Regions from separate parts of the Mus musculus genome. Here all the other regions are linked to region 3. A link is a contact called in public HiChIP or PLAC-seq and promoter capture Hi-C data. All regions are on one chromosome and are shown on one strand. Each heading gives the region's core, a stretch centred on a gene start, on an enhancer-like site or on the middle of the called end of the contact. The rest is flanking DNA. Distances are from core to core; before and after follow the strand shown. Region 1 holds the start of Rrnad1 (ribosomal RNA adenine dimethylase domain containing 1). Region 2 holds the start of Sh2d2a (SH2 domain containing 2A). Region 3 holds the start of Atp8b2 (ATPase, class I, type 8B, member 2).

Region 1 (3,853 bases), core at 545-3,044, 2.0 Mb before region 3:
GATCCCCTAGTACAGAAGTTAAAAGACAGTTGTGAGCTGCCATGTTGGTGCTGGAAGTTGAACCTGGGTCCTTTGGAAAATCTCTTGACCCCTAAGCCATCTCTCCAGCATGACCAATGTCTCTTTTCTTTTCTTTTTTTAAATCATGCATCACTAGCATGATCTCACCACAGCATTAACAGGTAACTATTTAGTAACCTGCTATTTTATGGTCCAGACAGCTGTGTATTTTAATTCATTCATTTGTTCTTTTAAAATTCTGGGGCTGTGGGGGCCAGGTATGGTGTCTATTATTAAAGGATCCCAGCACTCAGGTGGCAAAGGCCAGAATATCTCCATGAGATATTTCAACATAGTGAGTACCCATCTGAAAATAATGAACTAATTAAGGAGCAATTAAAAGCCTTGTTAGGAAGCCGGGCGTGGGCGTGGTGGCGCATGCCTTTAATCCCAGCACTCCAGAGGCAGAGGCAGGTGGATTTCTGAGTTCGAGGCCAGTCTGGTCTACAAAGTGAGTTCCAGGACAGCCAGGGCTATACAGAGAAACCCTGTCTCGAAAAAACAAAAAACAAACAAACAAAAATGCTTTTAACCACATAGCCATCTTGTTAGTCCTAGACAAACATTTACCCTAAAACAGCGGTTCTCAACCTGTAGGTTGGGACCTCTTTGGGGGTTCACACTTCAGCTATCCCGCATATCAGGTATTTACGATTCATAACAGTAGTAAAATTACAGTTACAGAGTAGCAACAAAAGATACTTTTATAGTTGGAGATCACAACATGAGGAACTGTACTAAATGGATGGATGTAGGATCACGAAGGTTGAGAATCACCCCACCCACAAGCCTTGCTGGTGCTCTTCTGTGTGTGTGGGGGGGAGTTGGGGGGAAATGAGACATGTCTCAACACTCGTTAAGCTGGCTGCAAGTCAAGACAATTCTGCCTTAGTCTTCTGAGGGGCGAGATTACAGAAAGGTAACTTTATGTATGTCTGCCCTGTTTTGTTTCCCTCCCCTCCTTTTTTAAAGTAACATCGTCCAGTCCAGGCTGCCCTAGAACTTGTTTTGTAGCCCAGGGGAACCTTTTACTCCCGATTCTCCTGCATCTACTTCTTAGGTGACAGGATTACAAGGGTACACCACATTTGGCCAAGCACTTCCTCTTCCCCAACCCACTCTTTATTGCCTTTAGTGGAGGATATCCTATGGAACATCTCGTTTCTCGTATGTTTCTATGCAACTGTAGCATGGCCAAATGTTGGTTGTGGGGTTTCAAATGAAACAAACAAAACTTAAGTATTAGAGTCAGAAGGCTGGGTGAAAAGTATTCTAGTAGTCAACGCGTTCCTTATTAGGAAGAGATAAAAGCTGTCTCCACATTTTCTCTGCAGTGGGCTCCTATTCACCCCCCGCCCCCCAAGAAGCACCCCGCCCTCAGCCCGGTGGCCTCACGATGATGTAGGCGTCCAGGATGGAACGGTAGTGAGCTAGGACGCGGGTGAGGTCCACAGCCAGTTGCCTTCTCTCCTCATGCGAGAGGCCATGGGCTGAAACGCCCCGCATCCTGTGGCGTGAAATGTCGGTGCAAGGAGGGAGGAGGTGAGGAGACACAAGGTCGGTACCACGAAACCATGCAACCCAAACCGGACTCAATTCTGCACGCCCGACGCAAAGCAAGAACTCCGAACCCGCCCGACGACACCTCTCAGGGCGATCCCGTCCTATTACAAATCCTTAGAACAAGGCGCACTTGCCCAACGTCACGACTTCCACTGGGCCAAGCCATTTGCGCAGCCGCAGGGGACTCGGAGACGTCACAGAAGCGCGCCCAGCACCAGCTTACGGCGAGGGGGTCAGCTGCAGGTCCCACCCTCCCTCCCGGAAGTGGGACCACGGTTCCGGCGCACTCTGTTCCGCTTCCCGCGGCCCACCACCTTCGAGTTGTACCTCCACGGGGCCCGAGGGGCCGGGGAGCGCATCCCGCCCCCGCCCCCACCCACGCCGCCGCCGCCGCCACCGCCGTTCCCGCTGCTCACGCACTCCGAGTCGCTGGCCTCGCTGCCTGAGGTGGGGGCGCTGCGGGCGCGTGCGCGCCGGCCGCCTTCCCGTTGTCGCCCGCGTTCTTGCCGTCCCGGCATACGTCGGCGCGCGCCTGCGCCTGCATCCGGCTTCGGACGCTTGCGATCTTAGTGGGGAACCAACTTGGAGGTAGGTGTATAGGGTGTTCGGGAATAGTTCGTGGATCGTCAAGAATGTGGTGGCCGAGGTGGCTGGCCCTCCACTGTGTCCTTACTGTGGGAGACAGGTAAGGTATGTGAGGAGATCGCCCCCACGTGGAGCCGAGGGAGCGCGACACCTGGATTTGGTCTTCATTTCGTAGCACGCTGAGAATTCCTGGGTGATCCAGAGGGTATTTGTGTTGTTTCTTCTCACCACTGGTACTTAAAAGTCTCATCTGACGCCCTTGTTTTGACTTCATAGACATGATAGAGTCGATCTCCGTGGGTCCCACATCTTTTTATCCGCAGCCTCAGCACCCTCATTTTATGTAATTAGATTTATTATTTGTCTGAGTGTTTTGTTTGTATTTATGTATGTGTATCGTTTAATTGCCCGGGGCCTGCAGAGATCGGAAGGCATCTAGTTTTTTCTGAAGCTGGAGGTACAGATGCTGTGAACTACTACAACGTGGGTGCCTGGAACTGAACTTAATATCTCTGCGAGAGCAACAAGGTTATAACTACTAAGGCGTTTCTCCAGCCCCAGCATCTTTAGTTTTTAAAATGGCACAGAGATCCGGAGAAGGGAAATAACCCTTTTAAGACCAACCTAAAGGTGAATTGTGGAGGCTTCAGTAGTTAGCCGGGCTTTGGGGCTTGTGGAAGTTATCACTTATGTCTTCCAGAACTGATCTTCTTTTCTCTCAGGCCTATGGTGCGGGAATCAGGATTACTTTGTCCCCAAGGCTGATTGCAGACCTCCACATGTTGAACTATGGGATTCCACAGAGGATGAGCCTCTCATCCTTTTGCTATCAGTGAGCCATTCTTCCCAGCTTCCTCCCACCATCCACTGATCTCATGTCTACCATACTCCTGAATTTAGACTTTGGGCAACCTTCGAAAAAGGCATTTGGAGGAAATGCCAAACATCAACGCTTTGTCAAGAAGCGAAGGTTCTTGGAACAGAAAGGATTTCTGAATAAAAAGAACCAACCCCCTAACAAGGTGTCTAAGTTGAACTCAGAACCTCCAAAGAAAGGGGAAACTTCAAGAGTAGATGGCATTTTGAAGATCCTTCCATGCCCAAAGAAGAAAGAGGCAGCTGCCTCCAAGAGGGACTCAGAGCAGTCCAAAGACAAGAAAGCACCATTGTCTTGGCTGACCCCTGCTCCTTCAAAGAAGACTGCTTCTGTTGTGTCTAAAATAGATTTGCTAGGGGAGTTTCAGAGTGCCCTTCCAAAGACTAAGAGCACCCAGAAGAAGGGCTCCAAGAAGAAGTCCTTGAAAAAGAAAATTGCTACAGAGAACTCCACCCAAGCTCAGTCAAAGGATAAAGGCTCCAAGAAGAAGCCCTTGAAGAAAAATGCTGTACCGAACTCCACCCAAGCTCGTTCTGAAGATAAGTGCCCTACAGTCCCCCAAAACTTGCCAGGGAAGATGGTGGCAATAGACTGTGAAATGGTGGGCACAGGACCCAAGGGACGCGTTAGTTCCCTGGCTCGATGCAGCATTGTAAATTACAATGGTGATGTGCTGTACGATGAGTACGTCCTCCCCCCCTGCTACATCGTCAACTACCGGACCAGATGGAGTGGCATCCGGAAGTGCCACATGGTTAACGCTACACC
Region 2 (3,835 bases), core at 401-2,900, 2.1 Mb before region 3:
GGATGTTTTGCTAGACAGACACGTGAAAGAATGTTTTGCTGAAGCAGACACAGGTGAAAGGATGCGTGATGAAGGGATGTAAATATGACCCCCCCCCAGACAGTGGGAGCTAGAACATTGGTTTGCTTTGCTCTGCCTCACTATTCTTTGCTGACAACATGCATATATTGGTTTGCCTTATGTTGCATTGCTGAGCTCTGCCTATGGTGACTTCATAAAAAGAAACTCACCAAAGAACTTGTCCTGAGGTTCCTGCAACTTCTTGCCATTTCCTCGGCCTCTGGCAGGTTGGCAACCCTTTTGGATTCTTCGGGATTGAACTTTAGTTGCTGATTCGTGAGTGGTGATTGCTGAATGGATGGAGTGCAGCTGCTGACTCATGTTTGGTGTTTGCCACTGGACTGGATTACTGATATCCTGACAATGAAGATTGGAAACACCCCCAAAGAACTATTTCTAAACAGGTCCACTTTCCCCATGCCCTAATAACATTTCTTTTCCACTACCTCTGGTGGGTGGTGGGCTAGAGGGGAGGTTGAACGCTTATTAAAGTAGGCTGAGAAAAATTTATGCCTATATGCTTTTGTCTCCTTTGTCAAAAATGAAGGGGACATAGCTCTGTGAGCTTCTTTCCATGGTCTCTGCTCTCTTGCACTGGCATAACCCTCTCCTTTCATGCCAGCACCAGGATGTCTTTATCACCATGGCTATGTCTGGTGTTGGCTATTGTGATATTCCAGATGTGGTCTTTGTTATTTGTTTGTTTGTTTTCCAAGACACTTTTTTTTTCTATATAGCCCTAGCAGCGCTAGAACTCACTCTGTAAACCACGCTTCCCTCAAACTCAGATATCCCCCTGCCTCTGCCTTCTGAGTGCTGGGCCTGGGATAAAAGATATGCTGTCTTTTGCATTTCTAAATACTGTTAAATACTTTGGTGTAGGTCATAGGATCTGGTTTCCTGGGTAGATGCCAAAAGATGCAGAAGACCCTGCCTGTCCAGTATACCCTGCCTCTGGTACCTACCTCTTACAAGCTCCACAGCCTCCCAAGATAGCAACTACTTGCTTGGAAGCACACAGTGGACAAAGCTGTGAGATAGCTCAGAGTCAACCCCAACAGCCAATCCTGCCATTCCTAGCAGCGACCTGTTTAGTTAGAGAATCCCCTAAGGTTGCTTAGTGTTGCCCTAATCTAAATCCACCATCTGCTCAAAGATGAACATCAGGCCCCTCCTCTCTAACCCAGGTCTCGTGGGTCCCACATAGCTAACCGAGTCCCCAGCAGCTGGAGCAATGGCTCTGTGAGCAAAGTCCCTGCTATTCAAGCATTTAGGCTGAGATAGGAACCTCAGTGTGCACATGTCCGTGGCCCCAGTGCTGGTTTAAGAGGAGATGAGTGAATCCCAGGGGGTTAACTGACCTGCCAGTCTAGCTGAAATTATGAGCTCAAGGCTCAGTGAAAGACCTTGTCTCAATAAGGTGGAGAATGGTTGGGGAAGCCACTTGCCTCAACCTTTAGTTTCCTTGTTACACATATAGGCAAGTGCACCTGCGGTATAACACATACGTTGAACAAGCACAGACACATATACGTATATACACAAAAGTCCTTCCAGAGGTCTGACCCACATCCTTCCTGTTGCAGCTCTGCCCCACTCACCTCATGTATCTTCTCAATGCAAACTTCTGAGTATGAATCTCTGAGAAGCCTTATAACACTTTTGGAGAAGGGGACAAAGGTCAGATAGCAAGAACACCTCACACCTAACAGAGTAGCCCACCACTACCCCAAGTGCCTGGCTTCCAGAGACAGGACTGGTGTGTTACTGCACTTTCCATGACGTGGGTCCTTTTCGAGACAAAGGAGGTGGGTAAAGCGACATTTCCTGTCCCTGGGGGAAGGAGGGAGAGGAGAGATGAGCAGCTGCCGAGTGTGCACCTCCTTTGAGAGCACCCACACCTGCTTCCATGGAGTTCTGCTTGGCCCAACCATGCCCCCAAGGTACGTATAAAGTTTTCTCTCTGCTCCCTTCCTGAGCCTCAGCCTCCACTTCACAGCTAAGCAGTTGACCCAAGCCAGAGCTGCCTTAGTGTCCACTGCTTCTACTCCATCTCTGGGGCTCCACATCTCTGCATCCCTGAGGGCAGGGGACAGGATCCCAAGAGATTTTTAGGAGCCTGGAATGGGAGGGTGAAAGACAGAGGAGTCGAGATCAAGGGAAGGCCTGGCCTAAGGGACTACCTCTCTACGGGGCTTCCAGGCCTCAGAGGCTCAGCCTAGACCCCAGGGTTCTCCCTTTACGGACAACCCTTCTCTTGCCACCAGTCCCTTTGAAACACCTTGACTCCTTATTCCTATCCCTGGGATTCCCACCCGCTACCTCCCTGGTACACACTTGCACTTCTCCTGTCCTCATGACTGTCCCTGTTGGGAAAAGCCCCTTTGGAGATGTTTAAGAGCCTGAAGTAAAGAAGGGAGGGAAAGATGGCCTGCCTCTGGGAAACCCCACCAGCCTCCCTTGTGCCAACAGGGAATCATGAAGCTACTTCATCAACCTTCAACACCTTCCAGCCAATGAACCTGACCCAGGGGAGATGCCAGAACTTGAGTTGTGGGAGCAGGCCCAGCATGCAAGTTATGAAGGAACAGGGGGTTCAGCTCAGCCCCAGAACTAACCACACGGTGGTGAGTAGAAACCTAGGTGGGTGCAGCTGCCTCATCCACCACCATCCTCTCGAGGATGAGGGTGTGCACATGAACCCATGTCAAAATGCAAGCTGGGGACCGGAAGCAGGAAGTGGGGAGTTCCTTCCTCCCGTACATAGCTACCCACTTGCCCTCAGTTTCTCTGGCCCTGAAAAATCTCAGGCCCAGTCATCAGGGGACCAGGACACAGTACACTGACACCAAATGCAACTGTCTGCATGCTGTGCCAGCACGTCCATTTGCCCAGAGCATTCCAGATCTTTCTTCAGTCCCCTTTCCTCTCACCCACCAGCTCAGTCTCCTTTATTAGAGATGAAGTCACCCTCCCCTGGCCTGAGGTGACTTCCTGTACCATCTCCTGCCCTCTGGGGCCAGTATGGAAGATACAGAAGGAATTTAAGTCAGTGACCTTAGAAAGGACTTTCTGGGCAATCTCACCCTAAAATAGACTGGGGGAGGGGCTGGAATGAGGATAAACAGGAGGCAGTTTAGGGTTAGAAGTCTGCTAATCGTGGCCGCTTCTGTCCATGACTTCTCATGTCCAGGTCTCTGCCTCAGCCCCAGGAACTGCCTGGGTCCTAGGGAATGCCGATAGGGCAGAAGAGGTGCCTGGGAAAGGTGACCTGTCATTGCAAGCTGAGACCAGAGCATGGGTCCAGAAGACCCAGGCCCACTGGCTCTTGCTCAAGACTGCCCCTCTTTGGTTCCATGGCTTCATCACCAGAAGGTGAGTCACAGAGGAAGGCACAGGGTCCTGAGTCAGTCAGGGAAATCCTGACAGCGAGGACTCTCGTTTCCCAGGCCTCCATCTCTCAGCTCTCTCCTCCATTTCCTCGCTCTCTTTTTTAAAGATTTACTTATTTAAACACACCAGAAGAAGGCATCAGATCCCATTGCAGATGGTTGTGAGCCACCATGTGGTTGCTGGGAATTGAACTCGGGACCTCTGGAAGAGCAGTCAGTGCTCTTATCTCCAGCCGGATTCTCCTTTTCTCAATCCTCTTCTCTCTCATTATCTCCAGCTTTCAACTTCTAAACTCTATTTCTTTAACTACCATGTCTGTTGCTGCTGCGGCTCCCTCTCCATGCTACCCTGCAGATGAAGCCCAGGGTCTTTTAAGTAGGAC
Region 3 (4,084 bases), core at 364-2,863:
CACCCTCTGGGGCCATCAGAGAGGTCTTCCCAGTCCTGCTAAGGGGTCACCATTCTCTCTCACCCCGAGTCTACTCCAGTCAGAATGACACTAAGAACAGGCTCAAGAGAGCCTCTGCTTCCTCCCACCCTCTCATGTACTTTCTCCTAAAAAGGTGTAAGTCCAGGCCACAGGAAACTCCTCTTCCTTCAGATGGAAAGCCTTGCCCCTCCTTAGTTCCCTTGCCTCTAGCCTGTCAGTCCCAAGAGATACTAATTGCCTGTCTGCCCAATCTCTGTAATTACTGACTGTGGTCCTAGCCCAGCCATCCTCTCCCGCTCTCCCTTCACTAATGTGCACTCCCTCCTTGACCTCAGAGCAGACAGTCCTGAGGGGCACTAAGTCCTTTTCACTCCTGACTCTCCACAACTGTGGCAAGCAACAGTGGCTGCCCCCTTGGCTCTGGAAGAAAAACCTCATGAACAATTTGGCGATGCCAAACCCTCTTCCAGGGCCCCAGCCAGGGTCTCCACCCAATCTAGAGCATGAGTCACGGGGAGGGTGGAGTGTGGAACCAGACGCTAAAGGAGAGGATGCAGGGTGGGCATTGCTGGCTCCTACCCAGCCCCACTCGAGTGGGAGGCTATCAAGCATCGTTAGCCCTAACATCTGGGTCTTCCTTCTTGGAAAGAGTTAACAGTGGAGCAAGCTGACCATCAAGCGTCAAGTCTGGATACAGATCAGGAAAGTACTTTTACCTCTAGGACCCTGGGGAGACTGAGAACAACTTTGGCCCCAATCCTCGAGAGGGGTGCAGTAACAAGGTCCCCCTCTCAGGATATCCTGGTTTTCTAAACCGACTAGGCCCACCAGCCACGTCGCCTTGCCCCGTCACCCTACCCCAGCCCCCTCTGCAGCCACATCTGGGATAAAAATAGCCAGCCATGGGAAAGAGGCAGCGCTCCACGAAGGAAAAAAGACTCCTCCTCTGGGTCTGGCCTCCGCTCCTTTCCAACCAAGAGCCTTTTCAGGGGAAGCTAGCAGATAGACGAGACAGGAGAAAACAATAATACCGGAGGCCACCTTCCTTCCCTCTCCAAGGACAGTATCCAGGACCCACCACACAGCTCTGAGCTCCCAAAGCTAACATCCCTGGCACCCTTGGTTTTCCTGGGGCACAGAGAGACCTCCACCTTCCCGGGACAAATCCTATCAGCCCCAAACTCCCTCTCTAGGCACCTAAAGGCTGGCACCAGGTTACTCCTCACACCCCAGCTCCGCACGCCCCTTCGGGGCCCCATTTTCCCAGCTTGCGCACAGCTACCGGTTCTCTCCATCCTGGTAGCCCTTCTCTCCAGCCTCCCACAGCCGCTCCCCGTGGCACCGCTGCCCGCGCCTCCCAGAGCCGACCCTCCCGGTCCACACCCCCGGCCCCACGGTGGCAGCGCCTTACCTTAGCGCTCCGCGCGCGGCGCTCGGCCCGGCGGCCCCGTCCGGCCCATGCCGGGGGCTGGGGCGGGGGCGCTCGGCTCCGCTGCCCGCAGGCTCCCGCCCCCCCACAGCAGCCCGGCTCTCCTGACCCCCCCGGGGCCCCGGCCCGCTACTTTGTGTCAGTTTCGGCCGCGGGGCGGAAGTGACGGCTGCGGCCACGGGCGGGGGGCGGGAGGGGCTTTGGGGAGGTGAGGGGCGCGGCGTGCGCCATCTTGGTGCGTAGGGAAGGGGGGGGTCCCAAGCTCCAGCCGGGACACGCACACAATCGGCGAGGCTGGAGGACGCTGGGATGCTGCTGCTTTATTTTGGAAGCCAGAAACCGAGCGAATGCTGCTTTCTCTGCCAGAAACCATCTTCGGGGAGGAGCCTGATGCGGGAGTAGTGATGAAGAAGCCCCGTAGCACACTTCTCTCTAGCCCAAGTCTCTGCTGTGCTTCCCTCCTCGCCCTGGCTCATCTCAAGGCCTTTCACTTCCTGAAAAGGCACAGCTATGCATTGACTGGGAGTTGTGCCTCAGTTTCTCCACTTGGTTCTCCTGACGATAAGTAGTTGACTTTGCCCCTTACCACATTCCCTTGGGTGGTATATTACGCGCGCGGACACACACACCTCGAAGAACTATCTGAGGTCGTTGGCGCTCCTGTCAGGCCAAAGGTAGGAAACGTAGAGATTTCCCGAGCTGGCAGCCAGAAGACAGGAAGATAGCTCCGAGGCAGAGCCCTTGCCTAGGCCCTAAATCAAATCCCTAATGCCACAAAGTACGAGTGGTTTTGTTGTGTTGTTGTTGTTGTTTTGAGTCAGTGGGAGGGGATGTCTCACTATGTAGCTCTGAAAGGCCTGAAATTCTCAGAGACCCTAGGCGTGCTCCATCACTTCCGAGTCAAACTTAAACTGGGTTTTGTTTGTTAAAAAGATTCACTCTTAAACCGGGCGTGGTGGCGCATGCCTTTGGTCCCAGCGTGCGCCTTCGATCCCAGCACTCCGAGGCAGAGGCAGGCGGATTTCTGAATTGGAGGCCAGCCTGGTCTACAAAAAGTTCCAGGACAGCCAGAGCTATACAGAGAAACCCTGTCTCGAAAAACCATTAAAAAAAAAAAAGATTCACTCTTGTTAGGTGTGTTGAGTAACACGCTGAAGTCAAAGCCGTTATGGTCTGCATAGAAGATTTCAGTACTCCATAGGGAGACCTCGTCTTAAGACGAAAAAGTGAAGAAGGGAGAGTAGAGGAAACCAAGCTTCTCTCGAGAAGCTCCCAGGCCCTACCCCTCAAAGGATCCTAGGATCCCTCCACCCACCCGATTCTAGAAACCTTCCCAAAGCCAGCGTGCACACCCTCTGGCGGCTCCTTTAAGGAACTGCGTGCCTGGAAGCTCCCAGGGTAGAAGACCAGTCTGGAGTCCTTCAGGAGTGGTAAACAGAAGTGTCCTAGTCTGGCATAGTAATACAAAGAATATCTGTCTTGCGTGCTGGCCAGCTCATGGTGCTCTTGCAGAGTGGGATAAGATTGGTCCTTGTCACAGCTTACACTCCAGCTGAGCTAGAGTAACCAAGTCTGAAGCCTTGAGTTGAGATGCCATCACCTTTGGAAATGGTTCTAAATCCTCAGGATGGTGCAGAGCCACCAGGAGCTGGTATTCGGCTGTGCCCAGGGTGGCCCCCACCATAGGAGCCACTGGAGGCACCCACCACCAGCCATTACCAGCGCTGTAATGGAAAGACAAAGGGAGGGGTCAGAGGTGGCTCTTAGACACACCTCTTCCCATAAGCCAGGACTAGTAAGGCAGGCCCTCACACTATTCCTGTCATGACATCCAACAGTGAGCATGGGTTCACATTCATGAATGGGAAGCACTTAGGAAGCAACCCCCAGCAGAACTTAGTCCAACCTCTAGTCTTGCAGAATAAACTGAATAGACTTTTTTACGGATGGAGTCACTAAAGCCCAAAGTAGTAGTATGGCATGCCCAAGGACACCTCTGAACCTACTATATGCATGAAAAGGGGGAGGGGGGATGCAGGAGAGCTATGAAGGAAGGGAGAACTTGCCAGCTGAAGAAGGAACACTGTTCTAAGAATACAAGGGCAGTATGTAAGTGGATAGAACTCAGGTTGGACATGGTAGCACATGCCTTCAATCCCAGCACATGGAGGGATCTCTGCCAGCCTGGTACATAGTGAAACCCTGTCTCAAAAAAAAAAGGGGGGGGGAGGAATCTGGAGAACCATGGACAAAGCTATTAATAGGGGTAAATGGAGGACTGTACCAAGGGAAGCTGTCTCCTACCTGAAGACGCCAGGGCCCCAGCCAGCAAAGTAGTGAAGATCCTTGGGCCCAGGTCCCGGGCAGGGTTGAGTGGAAAGCCACAGTTTGCACCCATGGATAGTCCAATGGTGAGGATCAGCAGTCCCACCACCACCGGCTCCAGACCTGCAGGCGCTCCTTTATTCCGTCTGTCTAGGGTCGCTAACAGCCCCACAATCAGCATCCAGGTACCCAGAACCCTGAGGTTGACAGAGGTCGAAGGAAAGCCATCAAGTGACACATAGGTGCTTCATTTGCCTTCTGTCACTCAAACACACTGTGCCACCCCCTCTATGCCATCTGTGCAGCAGA

The links. Promoter capture Hi-C pulls out the DNA fragments that hold promoters and counts their contacts. HiChIP or PLAC-seq counts read pairs in DNA pulled down with a chosen protein or histone mark.
Region 1: a contact with region 3 is called in a promoter capture Hi-C map of liver, with 4 times the contacts expected there. The contact joins the promoter of Rrnad1 here to the promoter of Atp8b2 in region 3. A contact is called at or near these places in 4 of 39 promoter capture datasets (hippocampal neurons, liver, pre-B cells and 1 more) and 1 of 9 other capture datasets (liver).
Region 2: a contact with region 3 is called in an H3K27ac HiChIP or PLAC-seq map of double positive thymocytes, with 5 times the contacts expected there. The contact joins the promoter of Sh2d2a here to the promoter of Atp8b2 in region 3. A contact is called at or near these places in 1 of 39 promoter capture datasets (liver) and 1 of 115 datasets of contacts at active chromatin or transcription factors (double positive thymocytes).

Annotation. Positions count from the first base shown.
Region 1 is chr3:87,928,401-87,932,253 of GRCm38.p6, forward strand. It overlaps Rrnad1 (ribosomal RNA adenine dimethylase domain containing 1), which reads right to left and starts at 1,795. Exons shown (of 8, transcript NM_153562.4): 1 at 1,456-1,795. The coding sequence starts at 1,566. It overlaps Isg20l2 (interferon stimulated exonuclease gene 20-like 2), which reads left to right and starts at 1,914. Exons shown (of 4, transcript NM_177663.4): 1 at 1,914-2,211; 2 at 2,931-3,853. The coding sequence starts at 3,084.
Region 2 is chr3:87,845,105-87,848,939 of GRCm38.p6, forward strand. Sh2d2a (SH2 domain containing 2A) reads left to right here and starts at 1,651. Exons shown (of 7, transcript NM_021309.3): 1 at 1,651-2,003; 2 at 2,533-2,687; 3 at 3,254-3,435. The coding sequence starts at 1,970.
Region 3 is chr3:89,961,725-89,965,808 of GRCm38.p6, forward strand. It overlaps Atp8b2 (ATPase, class I, type 8B, member 2), which reads right to left and starts at 1,614. Exons shown (of 28, transcript NM_001081182.3): 1 at 1,433-1,614. It also overlaps the pseudogene Aqp10-ps.